Regions from separate parts of the Ovis aries genome. Here region 1 is linked to region 2. A link is a contact called in public Hi-C data. All regions are on one chromosome and are shown on one strand. The core of a region is the stretch at or near the end of the contact, and the rest is flanking DNA. Distances in the headings are between cores, read along the strand shown.

Region 1 (4,857 bases), core at 1,740-4,239, 170 kb before region 2:
AAAGTTTGAGAGGACGACTGCTCTGAACAGAAAACTTATTTTTCTGGCTGCTCTTAGCTTTACAAGTGTAGGGGTTGGTCTCTGGGCATGTTCCGAATGTGTCAGGCCAGCCGATGACCTTGCCATACACACAGATTCCCATTTCCTTTGTTCTTCCCAAAAGGGCCTGTGCCATGACTGGTCTTTTCCTGGGTACCTTAAATCTTGAATATACTAGGACATCGCTTGTAGCATCTGACAGAAGGACTTTTACTTATTTTTTTAAGGTTTTTTTTTTCTTCTTTTGACTATTATTTGACTATTATTTATATGTGGCTGCACTGGGGCTTTGTTGCTATGCAGAGACTTTCCCTAGTTGCAGCAAGTGGGGGCTACTCTTCGTTGCCATGTGTGGGCTTCTCATTGCTTCTTGTTGCAGAACATGGGCTCTAGGGCACCTGGGCTTCAGTAGTTGTGGCACAGATTTAGGTGCTCCTCAGCACATGATCTTCCTGGACCAGGGTTCGAACCCATGTCCCCTGCATTGGCAGGCAGATTCCTAACCATGGCACCACCAGGGAAGCCCCAGAAGGCCTTTCAGAGGGTTGGTCCGTTGCATGCAGGGAGGAAGCAGATCACAGAGGTGCCTCTCTCACACTGAGAACCTACCTTGAATGTGGGCCAAGCCACCATAAACCAAGGCTCTGCCCCGGTGCTGCTGCACATCACGGGATGATTCTGTGGATAAAGTGGTTGCCCAACTCAGGACACACACACTCAGGGTCAAGTTGGAACCCTCATCAGAGGCTTACCTGTCCTAGCCTGTCACTGCTATGGGCGTGTGGCAGGCAGAGGCTGGCTGCCTCTTGAAGGCCCACTGATGAGAGAGGACAGGTGCTGGAGGAGGCTGCCTGGCAGTCGGTCATGTACTAACAGACTGAATTTCCACGTGGAAATACTGGTGCCAGAGCCGAATGAAGCCCTGGCCCCACACCTGCTACTCATGGGGCTTGAGGCTTGTGCTATGAAGAGTCCAGGCAGTGGACCACGTCAGAGATGGGGCTGGAGGGCTTACTATACACTTTGCAGGGGACAGCTGCTCTCTGGTATGAATTTCCTGGTAGGTAAGAAGGTTGGAGGTCAAAGAGAAGTGTCTCGGGAAGGTCCTTTGTGTGCTTTGGCAATGATCAGAAGATGCCCCAGGTCCCACTCTTCCCATAATCACTGCACTTGTAGGCTCTTCTGCCTGTGGACCCTCTAGTGCTGGACCCTGTGATGGGAGAGAGGTATGGAGCTGGAAGCTGATCCTTTGGAGGGCAGAAAAGGACTTCTGCTTTATTAGTAGGAAGGTGTCTGTCTGTGATTGTTTGTAAGCCTCTACTGAGAACTGTTTCTCTCCAGCCTTTGCCCATTTGCAATTCTCCAAATTCTTGTTCTCATCGCTTTTCAGGAGAATGGAAGATGTCATCTTTTCTCTCAACCAGTTTCCTTCCTTCATCTGAGTAGGCGACAGGAGAACAATCTATGGCTCCTGCATCATTCACAAAGGGAGAATTTGGTTCATTGGTTGTCAAGAACACTAGTTTTAGCAGCAAGGGTAGAAAAAGGTCAAGAATTGGATTCTATTCAGTTGTCTTTCCAGGATCACTTTTCCTTTGATTCAAAGCTGCACCTACGTTTCTCATGTTCCCTTTCTCTAGAAGCCTCTATCCAAGTCAGACAGGAGTGGAAAATTCTTAACTGCCTTAAAGGCCAGATGGTTCTCTATCCACTTCCCCTCCTGAACTCTATTACCCTCACCTGAAGGAATTTTCATAGGATCCTTGCCTCCCAGTGAGAAAATCCAGGAACCAGGGACTAAAGCTCCAAGGGACTGAGTTAAACTCAGGCTTCGGAGCAGGATGGGGGGAGAAGCAGGGTAACAGAAAAGGAAGCAACCTTCTTTCTGCAGCAGGATCCCCCCAACCCAACCTCCTCTGCTCGGACTGGCCCCTTTGGGAACCTGGAACCTATGAGAAAAAGAAAACTGCTGGGAAAGGGAGAGAGAGGAGCCAAGGGTGTCTGTCCTCAAATCCCTGTCTTTCATTCTTCAGAAAGATAAACTTTAATGAAGGGTAAATGAGGGCGGGAAAAGCCCTCAAAGTACAGGTCAGAGAAGACGAGAGACGCCAGGACCTCCCTCGCATTCCTCCCGGGGGCACTTTTGGAGCACGGAGAAGGTGGAACCGGCCTGCGCACCCTGCAACCAATCAGAAAGGTGCCTCGCGGTCCCTGGCGACCCTTAACGCTTAATAGTTGGTGTAGTGGTAAGAGGCGGGATGGTGAGAGCACGAGCTCCACCAACCAATCGCGGAGCTCCCTGGGAGGGACGGGCGGTGCCTCTGGAAGCTGGAGGCGGGGCTGTTTCCTTGGCAACGATCCTAGCCCTCCCAGAGCGGGGGAAGGGTGATTAGGAGAAGCAGCGAGGTGCGGGGGGCGGGGGGGACCAGGAGGAGTGAGGGCGGGAGCGCCCGTATAGGGGAGTGGAGTTCGAAGAGGGGCGTCCCGGACTCAGGTGCCTCGATGAGCCTAAGTCAGGGGTGAGGGTAACGGGAGGTCTGTCCAGGCTCCCGAGACGCGGCCAGAACTGACCCCAAGGCCCGGGAGGGGAGAGGAGCTAGACACCGCCCCCGCTGGCGCCGGGAAGCGTCGCTCCTTCTCGCTGACCTTGGTCTCTCTCGTTGCCTCGCCCTTGGCCACAGGCACTGACGGACGCAGGGCCCTGGAGACGGACAGATAGGCCCTCGGGCGGACAGAGACCTACGACATAGGCACATAAACTGCCCCAGCCTCTCCCGCGGGCTCCAGGGCGGCCAGTCTTCCCCCTACCTCGACGCCGGGGCCATCCTGCCCAGGGTTAATGCCAACGAGTTTCCACCTCCAGCCGCTCCTAGAGAGGCCGCGAAGCTAGCCGGCGGGGGAAACTGGCCGCGGACGGACACTTCCTGTGCGGAGGGGAGGGGGTCGGCCAGCCGCAGCCCAGCCGGGGGCTGGGAGGCCAGACGACGGGGTCTCGGGTGGGGAGCGGTATCGGGGGGCAGCAAGGCGAGTCGTGAAGCCCTTCACCTCCGAGGCCACGACGCTTGGGGGCCTGCGAGGACCCCAGGGCAAGCCGAGACCTTGTGGGTGGGGGCGGGGCCGCGGGTAGGGGAGGGGCCCGGCGGGCCGGAGAGGCCCAGGGTCAAGACGTCCGGCCTCAGGGGCCGGGGCTGGACAGCCGGGTCTCCTGGCCGGCGCTGAGCGGGCGGGCGGCGAGGGCTCAGGTCTTGGGGCACTCAGACCGAGTCGCAGGATCGTCCACCATCGCCCCCGCCGCCGCACTGGGAGTCGGCGGGGATGGAACGGGAGGCGTCGCCGTGGGGCCTCGAGCCCCGAGATATGCAAAGTCCTGATGAAATGGGGAGCCCTGAAGGGTCCCTCAAAGGTGAGGGAGGGAGCGCCCCTCCGAGAAGTGTGCCTGGGAGCGGGAGTGGGGGCTGTGGTGGGTGGGAGGGGAAGAAAGCAGGGGGCTTGGACACCTGGGACTTGGAGGAGGCGGGGTTGGGGACCTGGTGGCCTGGGTTTGCTGAGGGGGAGGTGGGAATTTCAGCACTTGCCTAAGGGCCAGCGACCCTGATTGAGGAGGAGGGAAAGGTTTGTGTCAATTAATGATGGGACCCAGTAACCTTCCAGGTCCCACACAATCTGGGTTTTTTGTAATTCTCTGATCCTGCAGGCAACATGAGTGAGAATGAGGAAGAGGAAATTTCTCAGCAAGAAGGCACTGGGGACTATGAGGTCGAAGAGATATCTTTTGGGCTTGAACCCCAGAGCCCTGGTTTTGGGCCACAAAGCCCAGAGTTTGAACCCCAAAGCCCCAGGTTTGAGCCTGAAAGCCCAGGTTTTGAGTCCCGAAGCCCTGGGTTTGTGCCCCCAAGCCCAGAATTTGCACCCAGAAGCCCTGAATCAGATTCTCAGAGCCCCGATTTTGAACCTCAGAGCCCTAGGTATGAGCCCCAAAGCCCTGGGTATGAACCCAAGAGCCCTGGGTATGAACCCCGGAGCCCTGGGTATGAACCCAAGAGCCCTGGGTATGAACCCCGGAGCCCTGGATATGAATCTCAGAGTCCCAGGTATGAACCCCAGAGCCCAGGGTATGAACCCCAGAATCCGGAGTTCAAAACCCAAAGCCCCGAGTTTGAAGCTGAAAGTTCCAAATTCCAGGAAGGTGCAGAAATTCTTCTGAATCCTGAGGAAAAGAATCCCTTGAGCATCCCCTTGGGAGTCCACCCCTTGGACGCCTTCACCCAGGGGTTTGGGGAACAGCCTTCAGGGGGCATGCCCCTAGGGCCCCCATTTGAGATGCCCACGGGGGCCCTGCTGGCTCCACCCCAGTTTGAGATGCTCCAGAATCCCCTGGGCCTCACGGGGACCCTTCGTGGTCCAGGCCGCCGGGGTGGCCGGGCCAGGGGTGGGCAGGGCCCAAGGCCCAACATCTGCGGCATCTGTGGGAAGAGCTTCGGGCGGGGCTCCACCCTCATCCAGCACCAGCGCATCCACACGGGTGAAAAACCCTATAAATGTGAGGTCTGTAGCAAGGCCTTCTCCCAGAGCTCTGACCTCATCAAACACCAGCGCACCCACACGGGCGAGCGGCCCTACAAGTGTCCCCGTTGCGGCAAGGCCTTCGCTGACAGCTCTTACCTGCTTCGCCACCAGCGCACCCACTCTGGTCAGAAGCCCTACAAGTGCCCACACTGCGGCAAGGCCTTCGGCGACAGCTCCTACCTCCTGCGGCACCAGCGCACTCACAGCCACGAGCGGCCCTACAGCTGCCCCGAGTGTGGCAAGTGCTACAGC
Region 2 (4,626 bases), core at 1,839-4,338:
CTTACTGGCTCTGCCACCAGCCACAGCTTGCTTTGCCTCCCAGGAACCTAAAACCCATGGTGGCTCATTTTCTTCTCAAGGCCTCCATTTCCTCATCTGTCGGGTCAACAATACACAGGGATGGGGGCTGTGAGTACCCCCTGCACGGGCCAGGCTGAGACCCCCCAGGCTGATCACCCATGGCCTCTTCTCTTCGGGCCTGCAGGCGTCAAGATCATCTTCCGGGTGGCCCTGGTGCTGCTGCGGCACACGCTGGGCTCGGTGGAAAAGCTGCGCTCCTGCCAAGGCATGTATGAGACCATGGAGCAGCTGCGGAACTTGCCTCAGCAGTGCATGCAGGAGGACTTCCTGGTGCACGAGGTAGGTCCTGGCCTTAGCGTACCTCACACCCGCTTCAGTAGATCCCCACCCCACTTCACCCTGGTACCCATGTCTTCTCCATCTAGGTGACCAACCTCCAAGTGACAGAAGCACTGATTGAGCGAGAGAACGCAGCCCAGCTCAAGAAGTGGCTGGAAACCCGGGGCGAGCTGCAGTATCGGCCCTCACGGAGACTACACGGTTCCCGGGCCATCCACGAGGAGCGCCGGCGGCAGCTGCCCCCCCTGGGCCCCTCCTCCAGCCTCCTCAGCCTCCCTGGCCTCAAGAGCCGGGGCTCCCGGGCAGGTGGAGGGGTCCCCTCCCCACCCCCTCCCGTCCGCAGGGCCAGCGCGGGGCCTGCCCCAGGGCCCGTGGTCACCGCCGAGGGACTGCGTCCATCCCTTCCTTCGCCTACTGGCAACAGCGCCCCTCTGGCCCCTAGCGGCAAGGAGGCCCGGAGGCAGGAGAAGGAGCGGCAGAAACAGGAAAAGGAACGCGAGAAGGAGCGGCAGAAACAGGAAAAAGAACGGGAGAAGCAGGAGAAGGAGCGGCAGAAGCAGGAGAAGGAGCAGCAGAAACAGGAGAAGGAGCGGCAGAAGCAGGAGAAGAAGGCCCAGGGCAGGAAGCTCTCACTCCATCGAAAGGCAGATGGACCGCCTGCCCCCCAGGACGGCGGGGACAGGTCCTCAGCATCAGAGGCCCGGCAGGATGCGTACTTCTGACCTCTGCCCTGGGGCTGGACTACGTGGCCCCCTCTTTTCCCTCAGCCAAGAGCAGACCTAGCCTGGGGTCCTGCTCCCAGCCCGCCCTTGGCAGGCTGTCCCTCTTTTTGAGGAAAGTGGCTTGTTCCCCGTCTCCGTGCCAGCCGCTGATCCCCACGTGGCCAGGACAGTCAGAACGGGGGGCAGCTGCATTTCCCTGGGGAAGCAGTGGACACCTCACCTCCAGCTCGGCCCAACTGGGGTCCCTTCCCAGGTGCCACTCTCCTGATTGGCCTTTGGTCACCGCAGGGGTGACCTGTGGCAGTGGGAGTCAGCAGTTTTCAGATTCTTACACTCCAGTCACTCCCCTTACCCGTGAAGTGAAGCTGGGTTCCTTTACCCCCTTCAGTCCTGCCTGTCTTCCCCCAGTTCCTGGTTGGGGGCCCAGGCTCTTCTTGCTCTCCTTCTGGACATCTCTGTGTTGTAATTATGTACAGAGGACCTGGTGGGCCCCGGGTGGGGGTGTTCACTCCATCTTCTGTTCTCTGGTTCTCCCTCCTCAGTGTTCTTGCACTCTAGTTTATTTAAGGGGACACGCACTGGAACAGGAAATGTCTCCCACCTCCCACCACCACCCTCCTTGCTCTCCTTCCTCTTCACCCACCTTTCTCTGTATTCTCAGGCCTCCCCTGCTTTATCTGACCAGGGCCCCTGCCTTTCACTTTGTCCCTTCCAACCCTCCAGCCCCTTCCTGGGTAAGGGTCTTCCCCTGAGCCCCAGGGGGTGGAACCCAATGTTTACATGTTCTTCTGTCTCTGCCCCCACCCTGTTCGGCCGCTTTGAGGAACCGGAAAAGAACCTGCTGTTGTACCTGGGCCTGTCTTTTGCCTTGTTATTTGATGAGTGGGGTTAAAGTAAGGACAAGGAGGGAGGGAGTGATGAGTTAGCAAGGATCTGGGTGTCTCTGGAAGCTGTTGACTGGACTTGGCAGATACCTTTGGGTCTTTAGTCTATTAGTCACTCATCAACACAGTTGTTGCGTTCCTGCTTCACCTCCACCTGCTGGGGATCTGCTGCCTCCGTTGTCACTGGCCTCCTGGAACTGTCTGTGGACAGCCTGCAGCATCCGGATCTCCTTTCCAAAGTGCTCGTGCAACTCCTGGAAGCTGAAGAGGGTCCTGGGGGTGGCTGGGGAGCCACAGTCCTCTGGGGGTGAGCCGGGCTCTTGGCCAGCTGCCTGGCACAGCTCCCGGTACTGGGCCTCCAGGGGGCGTAGCAGCTCAGCCAGCCGCGTCCAGGTGGCTCCGGCCAACGCCCACAGCCAGGCTCTCAGCTCCTCCCGGTTTTCTGCTGCCAGCCTGTAGGCCCGCCCACCATCTCCCCCTGGAGTCCGAATGGTAAAGGCATAAGGTTCTGTGGCTCCAAGGCGTGGCTCCACCTGGCAGTTCTCTAATAGGATGAGACCCAGGGGTGTGTGGTCAGCCTGGTGTTCCAGGTAGAAGAGGAGGTTTCCTCGCAGGATGAACCAGCGGCGCTGATAACTGGTATTTCGGGCCCCCTTCTTTAGCAGGATGCCCTCCCGGTCTGGAGCCTGTGTTCTGTACCCACGGAAGAAACGGAGCACGGACTTTCGGTGCAGTTTCATGGTAGCCCACTGTGGGAAGAAACCCTAGGAGTGGAGAAAGGAGGAGTGGGGCATTTGGTGATCCGGAGTACCCCAGCACTGCCCTCCTCTGGTTCCAGCAGGCTCTTTCTGGGCACTGTCTTGGTCTTGGTCTAGAGGGATTCAAACTTGAGTTTTCAAGAAGGACCTTCCACCCACCTCCCAACCTCAGCTCTGCCCCTTGGGCCAAATTACAAAACCTGGGCAGGACTGTAGTGCTGGGGTCCTGTTTGGGGGTGGGGTTGGCGGATATCCACTACGGCCCTTTCCCAGGCCTACCTGAGATGAGGGCACAAGGGACTTCAGGCCTCGGTACTGGGAACAGGTGCCACTGCCACCTCTCCTATTTGACTCTTCCCACCTCAGAAACCAGGAACTTGGCCAGGGGATAGGAGGCGGCTGATTTTAGACTTCCCCTGGGTCCTAAAAGGAGCTGGGTTCGGAAAGTCCCAGGAGAACCTCTGGGACAACAGCAAGGCTACACCTCGGACTAGCAAAGGGCGGACAACTGGACGCCAAGAGTAGGAAGGCAGGATTTCTAATGAGATGATGAAGGGCGCAGAACCAGCCGTGGGGAAAAGGAGACAACCCGGGAAAGAGAAAACTAGGGCAGGAACCCACCGGCCCTGCTGGGACTTTGTTCCTCCATCGTGAACCTGGGCGCCCCTTTCTCCTCAGAGCCTCTAGTGTTGTAGGAGGAAACCGAGATCACTTCCGGCCATCCTCGTCCGATCAGGGTCTAGGCGTTCAAATGTCCCCTCTTCTCACCATAGTCACCCCACACGGCTCGCGTCACTTCTGGGAGGGGGCGTCTCTCCCCGCGCGGCGCGTACTTCCGCCCGCTCCTTCAGTTGTTCATCTAACCCGAGTGAAGCCACTTCCGGCTTTCCCCGCCGCCTTCCGCAGTTCTCTTCCGGGTGGTGGCGGGCGGGTGGCCCGGATGTAGCCCTGGTGAAACCCTCTCTCCCTTTCTTCCCCCACCTTTCCTGGATCCTTAGGTGAGCGCGTGCCGGCGGGACTGCTGGTGTCCCCGTGGCCCTGCCGCCTTTCTAATTTGTACACAGCCCAAGACAGTTGGGAGTCACCCCGCGGAGTTGGGAGTTCGGCGCAGGGAGGAGCGGGGCTGCCAGGGCGCTAGGTCCTGGGTCTGCCGGGGCCCCTCGGGTTCCGAGGAAGCTGGGGGTGGTGGAGCGGGTGTTTACCCGCGAAGCACATCGCGCCCAGCACTGCTGGGGCCTGGAATAAGGGTGGTCACGTGGGGGAGCCCGTCTCCTCTTGTCAAGGGTGGGGGTGCCCGTAGGAGCTCCTCCGCCCGTCCGCTCTTGCGTCTCCGCACCAGCGGCTCTTTTAGATGCTAAGCCAAGTCCCGGGAGGGGCGGGGGGAGGGGCGGGTTCTGGACTACCAGCTCGCCTTTCGGCTCCTGATTCTGTACTCCCTTCCCAAAGTGGATCTAGTACCCGCCAAGTAAAAGATCTGTTGTGCAGGGGGCCCCCTCGCGGGGAGTTGCCTCCTCACCCAGTTCCCTTAATCTGCACCCTTTCCCTCTGCTCAGTTTGGAAAAGCCCTTCTGTCCAGTCATGCCAAAGAGGAAAGTGACCTTCCAAGGCGTGGGAGATGATGACGAGGATGAAATCAGTGTCCCCAAGAAAAAGGTGAGGGGGGCCAGACTCCTCTGTTCTGTGGCGGTGTGAAGGGAGAAAAAAAATAAATTAGAAGCCAGATGAGAGATCTGGAGGGACAAAGAAAGGATGGAAAGGGTCAGCTTTTCCGCGTATTTCTGAGATGTGGTTTTGCAAGATTTTCAGTTTGAGTGTAGATCCTAGAGTATTTGGGGTCATAGCCAGTAACTTGCTTCTTTCTTAACTTCTGTCTCCTGCCCACAGTTGGTGGACCCTGTAGCT

The links. Hi-C and Micro-C count contacts between places; a contact is called where the count stands out from the background.
Region 1: a Hi-C map of hypothalamus shows a contact between it and region 2, with 2.3 times the contacts expected there. The contact joins the promoter of ZNF768 here to the promoter of LOC101103208 in region 2. A contact is called at or near these places in 2 of 16 Hi-C or Micro-C datasets (hypothalamus and tail adipose tissue).

Annotation. Positions count from the first base shown.
Region 1 is chr24:27,230,401-27,235,257 of ARS-UI_Ramb_v3.0, reverse strand. ZNF768 (zinc finger protein 768) reads left to right here and starts at 2,989. Exons shown (of 2, transcript XM_015104171.3): 1 at 2,989-3,442; 2 at 3,734-4,857. The coding sequence starts at 3,355.
Region 2 is chr24:27,062,594-27,067,219 of ARS-UI_Ramb_v3.0, reverse strand. LOC101103208 (sesquipedalian-1-like) reads right to left here and starts at 3,088. Exons shown (of 2, transcript XM_015104168.3): 1 at 3,004-3,088; 2 at 1,927-2,730. The coding sequence starts at 2,706. The coding sequence ends at 2,086. CD2BP2 (CD2 cytoplasmic tail binding protein 2) reads left to right here and starts at 3,654. Exons shown (of 7, transcript XM_060406252.1): 1 at 3,654-3,722; 2 at 4,278-4,377; 3 at 4,609-4,626. The coding sequence starts at 4,303. TBC1D10B (TBC1 domain family member 10B) reads left to right here. Exons shown (of 9, transcript XM_027961841.3): 8 at 206-360; 9 at 447-1,936. The coding sequence ends at 1,082.